2 separate regions of the Gossypium hirsutum genome follow, and region 1 is linked to region 2. The links are chromatin contacts, called in public Hi-C maps. All regions are on one chromosome and are shown on one strand. Each heading gives the region's core, a stretch centred on a gene start, on an enhancer-like site or on the middle of the called end of the contact. The rest is flanking DNA. Distances are from core to core; before and after follow the strand shown.

Region 1 (3,207 bases), core at 430-2,929, 91 kb after region 2:
CTCTTCCTGTATGTACATTTGGGTTCTTTACAGGGGGCACCATTGGCTTGTGCTCTCTACCACCAATCCTGTGATTGGAATGCCCATGTTCACGCCTTCCAGAACCTGAAAAATCCCTATTCCCCACTTTACTGAGCTCACTTAACCTCTTGTCCCCAGCACTCTCCTTTGGAGGAGGCGGAGGTGGAGGAGAACTGGGAGGAGGAGGTGGAGGGATTGAAGAACCGGGAGAACTTGGGGGAGGCGGTGGAGGAGGTGGCTGCATTGCTTGATTGCCATACTGTGATGAGTACTGTGAAGGTGGATAGTATATTGGTGGCTGTGAGTTGAAGGTATTTTGCGGCACTGTTGGCAGAGGAGGGGGTGGGGGAGGTGGATAGGAAGAATCCAGAGGTGGCGGAGGCGGTGGGGGATAAGAATATTGCTGCTGTGGAGGTGGAGGAGGCGGTGGCTGCTGCTGTTGTTGGGGCGGTCTTGAAGAAGGGTAATGATAATTTGATTTCAAATTCATTTGATTGTAATTTTGATCATAATGTTGTTGGGGTGGGAGAGGATTTTGATTTGGTGAGGGTGGAGGAGGAAAGGATTGTGGTGGGAATGACCTATACGAGGCCATTCTTCTTCTCTTTTATTCACTTTATCACAGTATCAAAAACAGAGACAAATCAATAAGAAAGCCGCATAAAAGAACAGTAAAACATGAAACTTGAGATTTTGAATTCTGGGCTTCTTTTTTCTCCTAGTTTTCTTGAAGAAATTTATTCAAATTGGAAAACCTTCAACTCGAATTTGAAATTTCCTATTTTCCTTTCAAGAAAAAAAAACCCTAAAGGAATAGATTCAAAACATTGAAATCCTAATTTCCAGAATTCAGCTGAAGTAGCTAAAACCCTAGCAAAATCAACCGCCAAAAATTTTTAATTTAATCAGGTCGGCAAAAAAATTTGTGGGAAGAAAGCGTTAAATGAGATAAACAGAGCAACGAATTGAACTCTCAATTCCACAAACCCTAGGAAAGAGATAGAGACTGATCTGGAATCTAATCAGTAAATACTTGAAAGCAAAAACCAGCTCCTACTTTATTAAAGGGAGAAAAAAGAAACCTAACCAATTGAAATCCGAACTAATATATGTTTATTATTTACAGCTCTAAGCGAAAACCAAAATGCGTGAGTGAGTGACCGGAAAAAGTTTGCCGGAACGGAGAAGGGGATAATATCCTCTTTTACTTGACTTCGGATTTATTTTTGGGTTTTATATATTCAGGATTATTTCTTTGTTTTTTCCAATGTTATTGAAATCCGGAGTTAGGATGAGAACTAGTTGAGTCGTGAACACAGTTGAACCGCGATCTATAAACTGAATGAACCAATGCAAAACCAGTTAAACCGACTTTTGCAACCCAAATCCATCGAAAACATACCAAACCCTAAAAATTTAATCCAGTTAAACCGACTTTTGCAACCCAAATCCATCGAAAACATACCAAACCCTAAAAAATTTAATCAATCCAACCCAATCACCCAACCTAAAATAATAAAGTAAAAAAAAAAACCCCTAAATTCCTTAATCTGTCTTGTACCTACTAAAACACTTGAAGAAGAAAAGAACAACTCTGCTGCTCGTTGCTCTGCCATTTTGAGACGGGTCAAATTCTCAAGTCTTAATTAGCTGTTAAGTTCGTTAACAAAACGACAGTGTTTAATCTTTTATGTTTAGAAACTTCAAAAAAACGTAGAGTTTAAGGGAGGGTTAGACGCAGCGTTTCAGTGTTGATGAAGGGAATTGAGTAAAATGGTGCGTTTCACTCTAATATTGCACATGTCTAACAAAATTTCAAATTGGTTGTAACGGCCTGGTGGTTATAATTGCCCAAGGGCCCAAGAAGCAGTTATGCAAAAATTTGAATGCCAAGTTTAGTCTCTCTTCTTCTCTTTCTCTCAAAATTTTCTCTCTTTTGTGTTTTCTGCAAACTCCAGCATCACATGTGCCAACGGCTGCCTCTCTACTTCTTTTCAACTCTTCTCTCATCTCAAGTTTCAACCTTAATTGTTGTTGATCATTGTCTCTAACCATTGCCGACCACCGTTTCTTGCTTTGAAGATTATTTTGGAGAGTCAATGATAAGATTTTCATTATCTTTTGTTTTTTTTCCTTCCTCTTTATTTTCAAGAAAATTAAGCATATATGTCAATTGTAAAAAAAATTAAGGTTTGATATCGTTTTATTTGGAAATTACAGAAATAAGTCGATTTTGGAGGGAGAAGACAAAAAAACACGTGTAGGAAGCGCTTTCAGGTGACATGGAGAAGAGAGGTGAAAATGCGTTGTTTAAAAAATTACAGAGCACATTTTCATCACATGGCGTTGCCTTGTACCAAAGTCGGATTTTTAAAAAAAATTATATAAACTGTTAGAATATCACCGTCGTTGAGTTTCTAACCTTGGGATCAATGGCAAGTTGACCAACGGTAACACTTTTTTCTCCAATGTCAACATTTTTTTTCTCCAAAGGACATTTTTTTCCTATATATACCTGTCTATTTTCAAAAAAATTTATTCAATCTTATTTATCTATTCTCCCAATCTTATACATTTATTCTCGCAATTTTCTGTACTATTTTATTCTTAATGTTTTTCATTCAATTTTTGTAAATTTTTTATTTTGTAATTTCTTTAATTTTATTTCATTTTCATAATTTTAAAAATGTTAATGTCTCTAATTCAAGTTGGGTATAGAGTGTTACATGAGACTTGAAAATCAAGTCTCGATACTCAGGCTACCATGTCTTAAGACTTTTATCTAGTCCCAAGACATAAATCTAGAACTATAGGAAAATAGTATTCCAGGTCATGCAATCATGTCTCTATATGCCTCCTAGCAAGATATATGTCAAACAAAAAGTATGAAAACATGTTTAACACATGGAAACAAGTCCATAACATAAAAATTCCTTATCATAACCGTTTTCAATCAAAATTTGACTAGATGAGTAGATTATATGTATAAAACCAATACGCAAGTTCATTAAAAACTGTGACATCCAGCATTTGATCCAGTCGTCGAGTCCTAATGCGAGACCCATATTAGTTGCTAGAGTAATTTAATCTAGCTTATACTTTAAATTCAATAAGAAAGTCAAACATAAATCCATTCATATCAAACCATTTCAATTGATTAAATTCATTATTAAAACTTTTAAAACA
Region 2 (3,548 bases), core at 801-3,300:
ATTCGAAGGAAAATGCACCTAGCGCTCATCGACTTATAGTCGAAGCAATTATTATTACTATTATTTTACTTGATTCTTTAACTCATTAATTATTCTCAACATTTGCCTAACAATTAGTACAACAACCCATAGTCTAATTTCATTCTCAGTTCAATTTCCATTCTATTGATCTCAGCAACAACTCTTCCATTAAATGTCATTTCATATTAAACATGACATGATTTGTCTCATGTTCATGCCAAATGTGCAACTTTAATAAATTATATTGTTTCAAATTATTATTATTTTTGTACGATTTAACTCTCTATCACAATAATCAATCTCAATATTATATTTCTAGTCAGCCACTCATGTGTAACTTCTTTCGTGTTGTCAACTTACCTAACAATGAAATTAAAAGGAAAAATAAATAATAAGTTGAGTTATGATGGTACTTATAGGAAATTTCAAACTACTCATCGGTGACTTTAGCTTTTTCCTTCGCTTTTGAAGAAATCGGATTGTCAATAGCTACGAATTAACATAAACAAATAACACGATCAATAATTCACCCAATTCATAGTCAATTATTATCCTAGACAAACTTCACATTTCATTCAATTTAAATTCTTAAAATCGAAACAAGCATAACTCTCCATTCTAAGCGTCGATTTATAATCCGCCTTCATTTCCTTCTATTTTAGACCCTCTATTATCGATTTCTAACAAAATCTCATAACTACTCTACTTGATATCTACTTTATTTTCTCAAGTGAAAAATCTAACATCCAACTTCAAAAATCTAGTCATTTTTCATGTATACACTAAAAATCTATCAATTTAACATAAAAAAAAGAAAAATCATTAATGGTAACTTTCTAAAACTTTAACGGTTTTATAAATTGATACACAAATTAGTTAAATTATGATTCCCCGATCTCAAAAATATAAAATTTATAAGAAAAGTAATAAATTACACTTACCAATTTGTGGATTAAAGTTTGAAACCCTAACCAAATCTATTATGTTTCTTCTCTCTTTTTTTTTTCTTGTCACGTGGAAGGATGGAGAAGACATCTTCTCTCTCCTTCCACTTAAACTAGTTTAACTTATTTTATTTTTTATAATTTTTTATAATAAATAATAACATATAACATCAACATTTTTTAGCCACAAAATTGGCATTTTTTATTGCCATCCAAAATTTTTGGGCTATTAGCAATTTTAGTCCTTTTTAACTATTTTCAAATTAAAATTTATAGCGATCTAAATTTTCAATTTAATTCTTGAACTAGATTAAATACTCAAATCAACTGAATTACTTAACCTCGATTCAATTCATTTATAGCATAACTCCGTAAATATTTTTATTAATTATTTATAGACTCGGTCTATTAAAATGAAACCTAAAATCGTACTTTTCGACACCACTGTATCGGGTTGTTACATAGTCCATATTTTTCAATTAGATCATTCTAAGTCTTTATACTTTTTGAATTTTAAAATTTTAGTCTTGACATAAAGAATAATAATTAATCCATTACCTAGATTTTAAATAAACCATGCTTAGTATTAACATTTTAAAGATTACATTTTTATTATCTTACCATTATGCCTTGATATTGCATATGTGGTGATAATTGCTTACCTCATAATATATTGAGTCAAAGGTTGGGATGTAGATGCAAAAATTTTGAGGTGTTTTGTTTTCACTTCTCTTGCGATCTTTTTATATGGTTTTGGCGTTTTATAGGTTTAAAATGGTATTAGTATTTGTATTGCAGATTTAGTTTTTATATTGTAATTTGGTTACCATATATATAATTTAGTAAAAAGTTTTTTATTATAAAAATAGGTTTAAAAAATTACACATGTCTTTTTAAAATATATATTTTTATTTTTTTAATATTTTATTATATTCTTGTAAGACACTTATCAACTTCTTAATTTTACTTGTGGAGTTAAAACTTTCATTAAAAGATTTATGAATTTGTAATGTGTGATGTAGGATCCATAACAGAGATAAAAACTTGGTTTTACAAGATGACAAGGCCTATAAATTAAGGCTTCAAACAAAACCCTATGGACTAAAAGAGGCCCCTATGTTCGGGCACAATATAAATCCATTTCGTAGCCCTTCCTTCAAACAAAAAATGGATTTATTTAAGTTTGCTCGGTACATCTCGATGGGAGTGGAAATATATATTGTTAGATTTATTATTGCTTAAAGTTGGTATATTTTGTTCCATCATTCATTTTGTTTTGTTATGAATGTAAAATATTGAAAATAATAATCACCTATGTAGATGTTTGATGCGTTTAACCTTTGTCTTGTCTCGTTCTATTTTAATTTATTCAAAAAATTTTATTCCATTTGAAATCTATTAAATGATTCAAATTTTATTATCCTGAGATTTTCTTATATTTTTTTTTGTTTAAGTGAATAATGTGAGCTTGATCTAAATTTTATTTTTGAAATGCCTTAATAAACTTACTAATTAAAATAATACCCTCGAATCCAATGTAACATCCATTTTAAAATATTGATTGCACTTTTTGACATCTCTTATGTGTGAATTCTAAATTAATCATATCGTATCTTACTATTTTGTAATTTGTACCCAGCTTATCATGCAATAAAGAAAAAGAAAGGGTTAATACAAGATCCAAGGTTTGGGGGGGGGGTCTGGAGCAGATATCATAGTGTTATTGTCTTAAATTTGGATATGAATTAATCCTGCTCATCATTTTCTTTAACAACCCAAATCCAGTCTGGATAATTCATGATTTATATATATATATATTTCATCTTTTACTTACTACGCCAACCACCTTACCCAAATTTATTATCTTTGTTCAACTAATCCTGGGGTTCGGTTTCATAATTCCATAAATAAACAAAAAGTACATACCTAAAATGATAATTTATTATTATACGAGGACACAAAAAGCTATAAAATCTTAGGTCACGGCACTGGAAAATCATTTTCCAGCTAAAAGCACATGCAATGATGCATATGATGTGGACATGGGGACCCTCAATTTCCCTTCTGCTAAATCATTTCTTAAAAACATGGCTTGTTTTGTTTTTCAAATATTTTTCTAATAATACAATATATTAGATTTTTAAGGGAAGTGTAAATTTAAATTTTAAAGACAATATTATTAACAGAAATAAAACAAATATGAAGAATATTAACACATATACTTTTAAAAATGCAAGTAAACATAAAATATTTTATACAAATTTGAGATTGGATAAAAATTTACTGGTTGAAGAGACCAAGGCCCTGCATTTACTGTTCTCTTTAAGTGTGTTTGGTGTTGATATTGGAGAATTTGATATAATAATAAATATATATGTCTGGTGCCTCCCAAACAATCTTGAATTCTTGGATTAATTTTTACATCTTAGAAGCGAGAAAGATATATGCGTCAAGTCGGGTTTATTTGCATCAATTGTGCTACCTTTTTTGTTTTATAAATAGGTCACTAATTATCCTCAACATTGTATTGTCTGGTTTAAACATAGGAAGATTTTCTCCAAATCAAATAAATCTTGCATTTTG

Evidence for each region. Hi-C and Micro-C count contacts between places; a contact is called where the count stands out from the background.
Region 1: a Hi-C map of leaf shows a contact between it and region 2, with 4 times the contacts expected there. The contact joins the promoter of LOC107950655 here to the enhancer-like site in region 2. A contact is called at or near these places in 9 of 34 Hi-C or Micro-C datasets (anther, callus, hypocotyl and 2 more).

The regions. Positions count from the first base shown.
Region 1 is chrD03:11,413,827-11,417,033 of Gossypium_hirsutum_v2.1, forward strand. LOC107950655 (protein PAF1 homolog) reads right to left here and starts at 1,680. Exons shown (of 12, transcript XM_016885537.2): 1 at 1-1,680. The coding sequence starts at 616.
Region 2 is chrD03:11,322,576-11,326,123 of Gossypium_hirsutum_v2.1, forward strand. No RefSeq gene overlaps it. Among protein-coding and RNA genes, the nearest start is that of LOC107943047, 66 kb to the left of the region's middle. Within about 2 kb of position 2,051, at least 3 of the 9 cell types and tissues checked have an H3K27ac peak or open chromatin away from gene starts, as enhancers often do. A contact at or near this core is called in leaf, where this site is marked.